Regions from separate parts of the Mus musculus genome. Here regions 1 and 3 are each linked to region 2. A link is a contact called in public HiChIP or PLAC-seq data. All regions are on one chromosome and are shown on one strand. Each heading gives the region's core, a stretch centred on a gene start, on an enhancer-like site or on the middle of the called end of the contact. The rest is flanking DNA. Distances are from core to core; before and after follow the strand shown.

What was found. HiChIP or PLAC-seq counts read pairs in DNA pulled down with a chosen protein or histone mark.
Region 1: a contact with region 2 is called in an H3K4me3 HiChIP or PLAC-seq map of embryonic limb bud, with 3 times the contacts expected there. The contact joins two enhancer-like sites. A contact is called at or near these places in 2 of 15 datasets of contacts at CTCF or cohesin (the NIH/3T3 cell line and large pre-B cells), 2 of 484 Hi-C or Micro-C datasets (Sertoli cells and bone marrow-derived macrophages) and 6 of 115 datasets of contacts at active chromatin or transcription factors (bone marrow-derived macrophages, craniofacial prominence, embryonic basal ganglia and 3 more).
Region 3: an H3K4me3 HiChIP or PLAC-seq map of craniofacial prominence shows a contact between it and region 2, with 6 times the contacts expected there. The contact joins two enhancer-like sites. A contact is called at or near these places in 2 of 15 datasets of contacts at CTCF or cohesin (the NIH/3T3 cell line and large pre-B cells), 7 of 484 Hi-C or Micro-C datasets (bone marrow-derived macrophages, embryonic stem cells, gonadal supporting cells and 2 more) and 9 of 115 datasets of contacts at active chromatin or transcription factors (bone marrow-derived macrophages, craniofacial prominence, embryonic basal ganglia and 6 more).

What each region holds. Positions count from the first base shown.
Region 1 is chr2:53,045,953-53,048,652 of GRCm38.p6, forward strand. All of the region lies in intron 4 of Fmnl2 (formin-like 2), which reads left to right. Among named protein-coding and RNA genes, the nearest start is that of Gm52511, 38 kb to the left of the region's middle. Within about 2 kb of position 1,284, at least 2 of the 459 cell types and tissues checked have an H3K27ac peak or open chromatin away from gene starts, as enhancers often do. A contact at or near this core is called in embryonic limb bud, where this site is marked.
Region 2 is chr2:52,761,729-52,764,428 of GRCm38.p6, forward strand. No RefSeq gene overlaps it. Among named protein-coding and RNA genes, the nearest start is that of Stam2, 21 kb to the left of the region's middle. Within about 2 kb of position 1,418, at least 78 of the 459 cell types and tissues checked have an H3K27ac peak or open chromatin away from gene starts, as enhancers often do. A contact at or near this core is called in craniofacial prominence, embryonic limb bud and fibro-adipogenic progenitors, where this site is marked.
Region 3 is chr2:53,029,313-53,032,017 of GRCm38.p6, forward strand. All of the region lies in intron 2 of Fmnl2 (formin-like 2), which reads left to right. Among named protein-coding and RNA genes, the nearest start is that of Gm52511, 22 kb to the left of the region's middle. Within about 2 kb of position 1,424, at least 95 of the 459 cell types and tissues checked have an H3K27ac peak or open chromatin away from gene starts, as enhancers often do. A contact at or near this core is called in craniofacial prominence, embryonic limb bud and fibro-adipogenic progenitors, where this site is marked.

The sequences.
Region 1 (2,700 bases), core at 34-2,533, 280 kb after region 2:
GGGTCTGTCTGCATCTAAAGCCTATTATCCATATTAATCACTTCCAAATATTTTGATCTTCTGGACTCCTTTATTCTAGCTAATTGTTTTGAACGTCAGTAAACTCTTATTGCTTATTATGAATCAAGTCCAGTAACATTTACCATGCTAGCAACTAAAACTGACAAAGTTTAAGTTCCCTTAACATGTAATACTTAGTGGCAAACTTTTCATAGATAAGCACGAATGTTAGCACATGTAACATTTTGCGAAATGTAACTCTTTAACAAAGTAACAAACATTCTCTGTAAAGAATAGCTTTTTATTTCCTTATAAAAATACTTGAGAGTCTTCTTTCATATCTTTGCAATAGAAGGCAGCTGGGTGTTCCTGACACCACATTCAGCTTGTTTTGATATTTACTTTTGTTTGGCGCTGATGACGAACATTTGGAAAATTTGAGTTCTTCAGTGGCCTTTTCAGATTGCTGTGGAGATTCTTCTGATAGCGCCTTAGAATCCTCTGAGTGACGGTGTCTTAACAGTGCTCACACTGTAGTGTGCTCTGCTAAATTCTGTGTCTTGCCCCGCTGAATGTTTTTACTCATGGCTCCTGTAATATGATTTTTCAACTGATCATTAGGAAAGCAGGCTCCCTGAGGTACTCTGCTCTTGCCAGTGCTGAAACATGTCATTCTGTAGTATGTTGTTGTTGTTGTTTGGGACAGGGTTTCTCTGTATAGTTTTGGAACTTGCTACTCTGTAGACCAGGCTGGCTTTGAAATCACAGAGATTCACCTGCCTCTGCCTCTGAGGGCTGGAATTAAAAGTGTGTGCCACCACTTCCCAGATATAATTTTTTTGAAAAATCATTTTGGTTAATAATTACCACTGCCATCCGGATACACTTTTATTTATCATAAAGCTATGAAACTAGTGCAAACACAGGATTCCTAAATTCTTCATTTTAAGCTGAAAATGTATCATTAGTGACCGATACTGTTTTCCCCAAGGCACCAGGCTGACTTCATTCATTTGTGAGGGGCTGACTTTCAAGGCCCCGAAAGGTATCATCACAGTTTGTAAGTCATTTGCCAGTGAACTGGCAGTCCATGAAAAAATATCTCCTTCCTTGCCCCTCACAAGTCTGTCCAGATGCATGGGTGGGGAGCAGATGTTTCTCATGTGGCTTCTGATTTTGTCGTAAACAAACAGATGTGTACTCACCATCCAGCTTTAATGAGTCACTTGATTGAGGTCGTTCTTCGGCAGGAATGCTTTTGCCCCAGCATTGCATAGAGTGTACAATATGATAAACAGATCCGTGTGGTCTCAGCCGTGTTACCCAGTCTTGTTCACCACATAGGAGACACAGTGTGTCAGGGTCACTGCGTCAGTTAATTGTTTTATTTATTTATTTTTTTACTTAGTGTTTTTGTTTTGAAAGTGCTGGTAGTTTAAACCCAAGGCTTTGCATGTATCAAGTCTTAATACTTCTTAGGAAACAGATTAACCCCAAGAGATACGCTGAGACACCTTTAGGACTCCTAGCAGTGATGGCTCCACTTTGAGAACTGGGCTGCTGCAGGGCAAGGTGCAGTCGTGTGGGTGGGTGACCAAGGTGGGCTCTGGGAGATGCTGACCTTTCTTTTGTCCCCCTAGTTTTTCAGCAACTTTCATTTCAGCTGTCTAGCTGACAATTAGAGTTTTCTCTACAGGAGCCTGGCAGTGGGAGTAACACTTGTCTCTCTCATTTGTACATCTTACCATTTGCTTGACTTTGGAAGTTGTATACTAGTAGGGGCTTTTAAGATAATTTTCTGTGTGAAGAAATTTGGCCTTAAGATTTTGGGGGCATGGGGAGCAAAGCTTTGAAATCAGGCTATGAGCAGCCTAAACTTTAGTACTGATTTATTTGTGTTTGCATGGAAAGCCCATCTTTGGCTACAGTCCCCCCCCTACCCCCAACCTTTTCTCATTATCCCTGTCTCTCTAAGCTTCCAAGTGTCTGATTTGGAATTTGCCTAAATTCAAATTTACAACATATGGTAATCACATTTGAATTTGCAAGGCACTCAGGAAGTAATACATGCTGTCAGAGTCAGAAATAATTCTGTTTTCCAAAACCTATAATCACTCAATTTGAAACTGTTTGTCTATTGGCAACATATAAAACAGCATAGGACATGCTCAGGGAGGAGAATGAAGCTCTACAGATGTGCCAGACTCAGTGTATGATCAGATACATAAATTACAGCATAAAGTATGTAGCTGCCCTCCCCCTTATTTCAGTTTACTTGTGTTGTGGGAAAAGGACATATGTGGAAATCAGAAGACAGCCTGTGGAAAGCAGTTGGTTCTTTGCTCTATTGTGTTGGGTACCAGGGACTGAACTCAGGTTGTTAGACATTGGAGGCAGGGGCTTTACCTATTGAGCCAAGTCTCTGGCCGCTGTATTTCTTCGAATCCCTGAGATTTAAGATATTGAGTTAACATCTGCCCTTTTACTGTCTACCTATTTTCTTTCCTTCCTCTTCTAGTTTTTTGATGAACACTCTGGACTGTTCTTCCCCCATGCAGAATTTCCCAGGCAGAAGAGGTAACAAGTCCTTCTGATGGGAGAGAGAGAGGTCTGACTTTTCTTATAATCTGTACCCGTACTATGGAGTCACTTAGCTAAGTGAACATCATGAGGCAAACTGATCAGTGGTGAAGTCTGTCT
Region 2 (2,700 bases), core at 168-2,667:
TTAAAGTGTTACTTCAATGACACCACCATGAATGAGAATTTTCAAAGCATTGGAAACTGTGATAGAATAGACTTTGGAGCCACAATGCCACACAAATTTGTACAAGGTCCACAATAACAGACTCTGTATCTATCTAACTGTTCCTACAACCCAAAGGAAAATTGAGGAACAACTCAGAATACATGTGGAGGCAAGGGCATCACCAGAGGCGCAATGATAAACACCTATCTAGTCCAAAGGGAAAGACCACAGAGGCAACCAAGTAAGTAAAGATCCAGAGAGATGGGAACGGCCCAGCTAGACAGAGCAAGAAAGCTAGGGGTGTGTTCCTACGCAATGGCTGAAGGTTTACCCAATAAAGAGAGACCCTCCGGAAGATCTCAGCAGTATTGAACAGTATGCCATGAGGTTGCTGATCTCAAGACATTGTCTAGTCGGAGAGACATAGCTTATCCATGAAACGTTAAATAACCACATGAGACAATTTGAGTAGTGATGCAAAGCAATATATGATTATCATTAGGAAAGTCTTCAAAATACAGAGGAGCTTGGAGCTCAGTTTTCGATGGGCAATAAAAGTTCAAAGGGATAAAATAAATATAAGGATTAACAATTATGAAAATGGAAAGAGAAATGTCTCTGGTATATTATGAGAAAGCAATGAAGCCAACTTGAGGAGTCTATTAATCATGGTTTTCATTTTCTATATTACATGGTGTTTTGATAAGTTGCAGCCTTGTCACTCCAGGGGGGGGGGGGGTGGCGGGGGCTGTCCTTTGTAGAAGTGTCCAGTTCCTAAAGAGAGCAGACAACACTCCTATATTCATACCTCTGATGCAAAAAAGCCAGTCTTAAGTCCAGGCAAGGCCCTGTCTGCCACCTTCCCTCCACCTAAATTCCCCGGGGCTGACCACCTAGCCTTATATTGAACTAAACTGCCTTTCTTCTTTCGAGCTGTAAAAAATAAACTTTCCCTTCCCCTCTCCATCTTCCTCTTCTCCTCCACCCCTTCCCCTTTTAAAAAACCAAGTTGGCTTCAGTTTCTGAGCTGCGGCAATTCTGCCTCGACTTCCTGAGAAAGTGGAGTTCACAGGTGCACATTGGCTTTTCAGTGGCGAACATCTCGTGATTAGCTGCACTTGCCCTGCCTGAATAAAAATAAATTTCCAAGTACATTTCACAACCGAAAAATACAGAAGGTTTCCAAAGAACAGTGATTCTTGGAGTTCCTGAAAGCAGATCCTCTCAGAAAGCAAAAGAAGCCAGATGAGTTTTCGTGACACGGTATGAAAAGACCATTGATACGGGTCTGAAACACATCTCTATCTTATTTTTAATTATGTGTATTATGTGTGTGTGAGTGGGGTGAGGTGGATTTGTGCACAGGAGTACAGTACCTGAGGTCGCCAGAAGAGGGCGTCTGATCCCTGGAACTGGACTTAGCCACGTGGGTGCTGAGACCAAACTTGCATCCTCTGATCTTTTGATGTTTTCTCTTTCCTTATTTGAGACGGAGTCTGACTATGTCTCTTTGGCTGCGGAGCTCTCCATGGAGAGTAGGCTAACCTGGGTTTCCCTGCGGGAGTTAAAGGCGCACACACACCCAAGCAGTGGAGTGCTCTCAAAGGCTCAGGCGTCTCTCCAGTTCCTGATACGGTTTCAGATTCCTCTCTGCTGTTTACCGTTGAAACCCTGCCAATTGTATTTCTAGTTTTCTGTAAAGGTTTTTAAGCACTTCTTTATTTCCAACTACATATTTGCGAAAGGCTAGATTTCCCTCATTTGCTTGAACCAAAATAACACGTTTGCCACATATTGGATGCAAATGAAGTCTTCAGAATGCAGCTGTTTTCCATTAAGCCAGATGTGAAATTTCTCAAAAAAAAAAAAAAAAAAAAAGTAAGATGACTTTTTTTTTTGTACTAAATTTGTTTAATTTTGAATTTTTTATAAAAATTTATTATGGTGACATATAATGTGCTAATTACTTTTTAATGAATCAGTATGTAAATATTTTTGACATTTCTCCACTTTAGTTTCAAATGTAAAGATTCAGTAATTCTTGGGAACAAAAAGAGTTATTGAGATCACATTTTTTTTAAGCTCAATTAAAAATTCATTAAAAAGATTTTTTTTTTTTCCCCTGAGACCAAAATCTTAAGAGCAGTGTACTGGAACGGATTATTGCTGTTTTGCCTAATGATCGTGTTGTTAAACTGCCTTCTTGGTATGTTCATATCCGTAGATGTGCGCGGCTAAGGCTCGGCGCATGTCACAGGAAAAGGGAAATCGTGTAAGAGCCAGAGGATTGGAAGGGGTGCTGTAAAACGCAACCTTTGGACATGACATGACCGTTTTACCCAGGAGCTGCGGTTGGTTACCGGCACCAGACCAGCGAGGATTCCAGCTTGGACGAGTGGGAGAGACTCAAATGGCTAAACTCCTGGCTGAGTGGTTTGTAGGCTGCTGATGGCTGCTGAGGAAAGGAGACACCTCCTCCATTTGGGGTACCACTGCCACTGATAAATTGTCCATGTTCCAGTAAGTGGCCCACACCCATATGCCTATGATTAGTGCTAATTAGACTCGGGACTCTGTGAGTTATTTTACTGTGGGGGCGGGGGGAGGAGGTGATGAAGTTGAAGTTGGGATCAGGAGTGGGAATATGGGGGTAGATATGATCAAAATACATTGTATATA
Region 3 (2,705 bases), core at 174-2,673, 270 kb after region 2:
GATCGCCTCTGGAAAGCTTTCAATGATCTCTAGTCTTTGTTTGTACTAAAGATGCTCTGCTGCTGGCTTCCCATTCCCAAATTATTCCCCAGCCATTTTATAAGATGTTCATGGACACGTAGACTATAGTGATGGATATACCGCCTTTCAACACGTTCCTATATCTTCATAGGCAAAGCACAAGTCCATTTAGTTTTTAGACCAAATAATGAGAGGAATTCTGTAATTTTACATAGAAGCTATACTTAATAAGATTTGCTGTCTAGATGTTTCTTGGGTATTTGATGGCTTAGGTGAAGAGAATTTGAAATGTAATATGTACCTGTGCTTGCATTGGGTGGAGAGATATGGTTGTTTGTCTTTTCTTAAGAAGTATCAATCTAAAATGAAATCTTTGGCAGCTAAAATAAAGAATCTGGCTAATTGAAAGCTTATTCAACTGCCGGTGTGACCTTTCACTATTGTGTCTGGTTCCTAGATTCCCGTCGCAGTAATAGCATTTCTGGGGAGTGCTGTTGTGTTCCATGCACCCTGGTGGTTGGCTTGTGCACGGACCCACCTGAAATTATGGACCAATGTTGTCAGAGTAGCCTCTTCTTTCACAAGGCTAAAGCGTTCAGGGGGAACCAACCCTCACGTTGAGAAAGATATTGAGTGATGGATAGGATTGGGCCAGCCTAATTAATCCAGCACATTAGAAGAGGAGCCATGGGATGTTTTGATGAAGAAAGCCCTGTTGAACTAGAGTGAACCAGAAGAGACTTTTGCTAGTCTAAATAATGGAAACTGTTTGGAAAAGCCTCTTCAAAGAGGTTTCAGTCTGAGAGCTGTAATGGAATACTTGGATACCCCTCCCCCAGCTAGGAAAGTGATTTCATAGTGAGCTAAGGAATGCTTCAGAGCTCTCCAAGAAACCATGGCTGGGGAAGGAATCTGGCATGCTGATTTTTTTTTTTTCAGTTCTAGTTTTATGCAGAAACGTACAGCTTTTAATGCTGGGAAAGGAAAAAGGAGAGTTACACAGTTCTACCCATATGGTTTTCTATTTGTTAGAGCTCTGTCTTGGCTCTGTTAACTACCCACTCTCTGTTAGCTTATTTTCTGGCATCTTTCTTGCCTGTTCCAATGACCTGAGATTCTTCGTGCCCTGACTTTTCTGGCACTGAGGTCTTGGAACCCAGCTTTTTTTTTTTAAGGCCCTGAAGTTACACTCCATGCACCTCTGCCTTTGTTCCCAGACTTCCTCATCTGGAACACTTTTTGTCTCCTGCCTTGCAGAGAGACTTGGGATAGGATAGCTCTGTGCTGCCTCTCCTTCAGCATTGGATCCAAATCCCTCTTTCTCCAGGGACATCCCTTTGATCCGCACAGTTGGAAACCGCCTCACCTCGCTTTGAACTGAGGAGGATCACATATGGCTCTTATCATGTTCTAGTTTGTATCATAACTCTGTGTGCTGAATCACAGAGACGAGATTTTACCACCCTGGAAGTGAATCATTGGATTTATTTTTCTTTGAGTTTTAAAATAATAGCACCTTCTATTTATGGGTTCTGAATCGGGGAAGGAATAAAATGACCATTAGAAATGGATGTCCCAGTGAATACCTTGAAATGGATGATCTAAATAGGACAGCAGGGTTGAAGATGTTCTGAGGCAGAGGCTTGCTTTGCAGGAAGCTTTTTAAATCTAATCATCACCAGAGGGCTCTTCTCAATGGTTGTGCAGCTAGGTTGGCTTCTCCTATGGCTGTGCTTCCTAGCCTTCCTACTGCCGTGGCCCTTTAATACACTTCCTCATGTTGCAGACCCCTTCCCCTCGGCCGCAAAATTATCACTTTGCAACTTCATGACTGTAAATTTGCTACTATTACGAATCATAATGTAAATATCTGATAGAAACCCCCAAAGGGATTATGATGCGAAGGTTGAGAACCGCTGTCCTATGGTCCCAGCTTCTTCACCAATAGTTAGACCAAATAGGTAAGGGTTTAATGGTATGCCTCTTTGTTCTCCATTGTCCTCTTCTGTCTCATCGTGTACACACACACACACACACACACACACACACACACACACACACACAGCTCATATATATCCCTTCTGGAGGTGGTGCCGTATACCAACTCCTGTAATGTATAATTGTTTTGGAAATAAAAATCTATGTGTTCTTTTGGGGCCTTTGGTGTTGTTCATCCCTTGGGAGTCCAGGTCTACTTGTGTGAATTCTCTTTTATTTGCATAGGTTAGCTCTGAGGGCTTGCTGGGCCCTTGGGCTAAGCTACCCTGACTGCTCTTGAAGCCACTCATCTCTAGCTGGTGCACACTTGGCCTTTCCTACAGTAAAGCATGGCTATCTACACACACTATGGCAATATTTTCTTCTCATCTTTTCTGCATTTGCTAATGTCACGATTTCCCATTTGAGAGAGTGGTATGGCACCCTAGGAGACAGGGAGGGTTCCTGTCACTTTCTCATTGTTTTTCAGCATCTGGCAAATCAGATTAGAACTCACTAATAGCAACAGTACTGGTTGTAACTATGCCTTAGTAGTGACTATAGTTTGCTTGCTTACCCTTTGGCAATGATACCAATCCCCAAATAATTCCAGCTTTGAGGTGAAGAGGAATAGATCATTTGTGTAGAAAGCTTATGTAACCAAAGAAAAGGTCTTCCTGTGTTTTCACTAGAATGAATTATTGTGA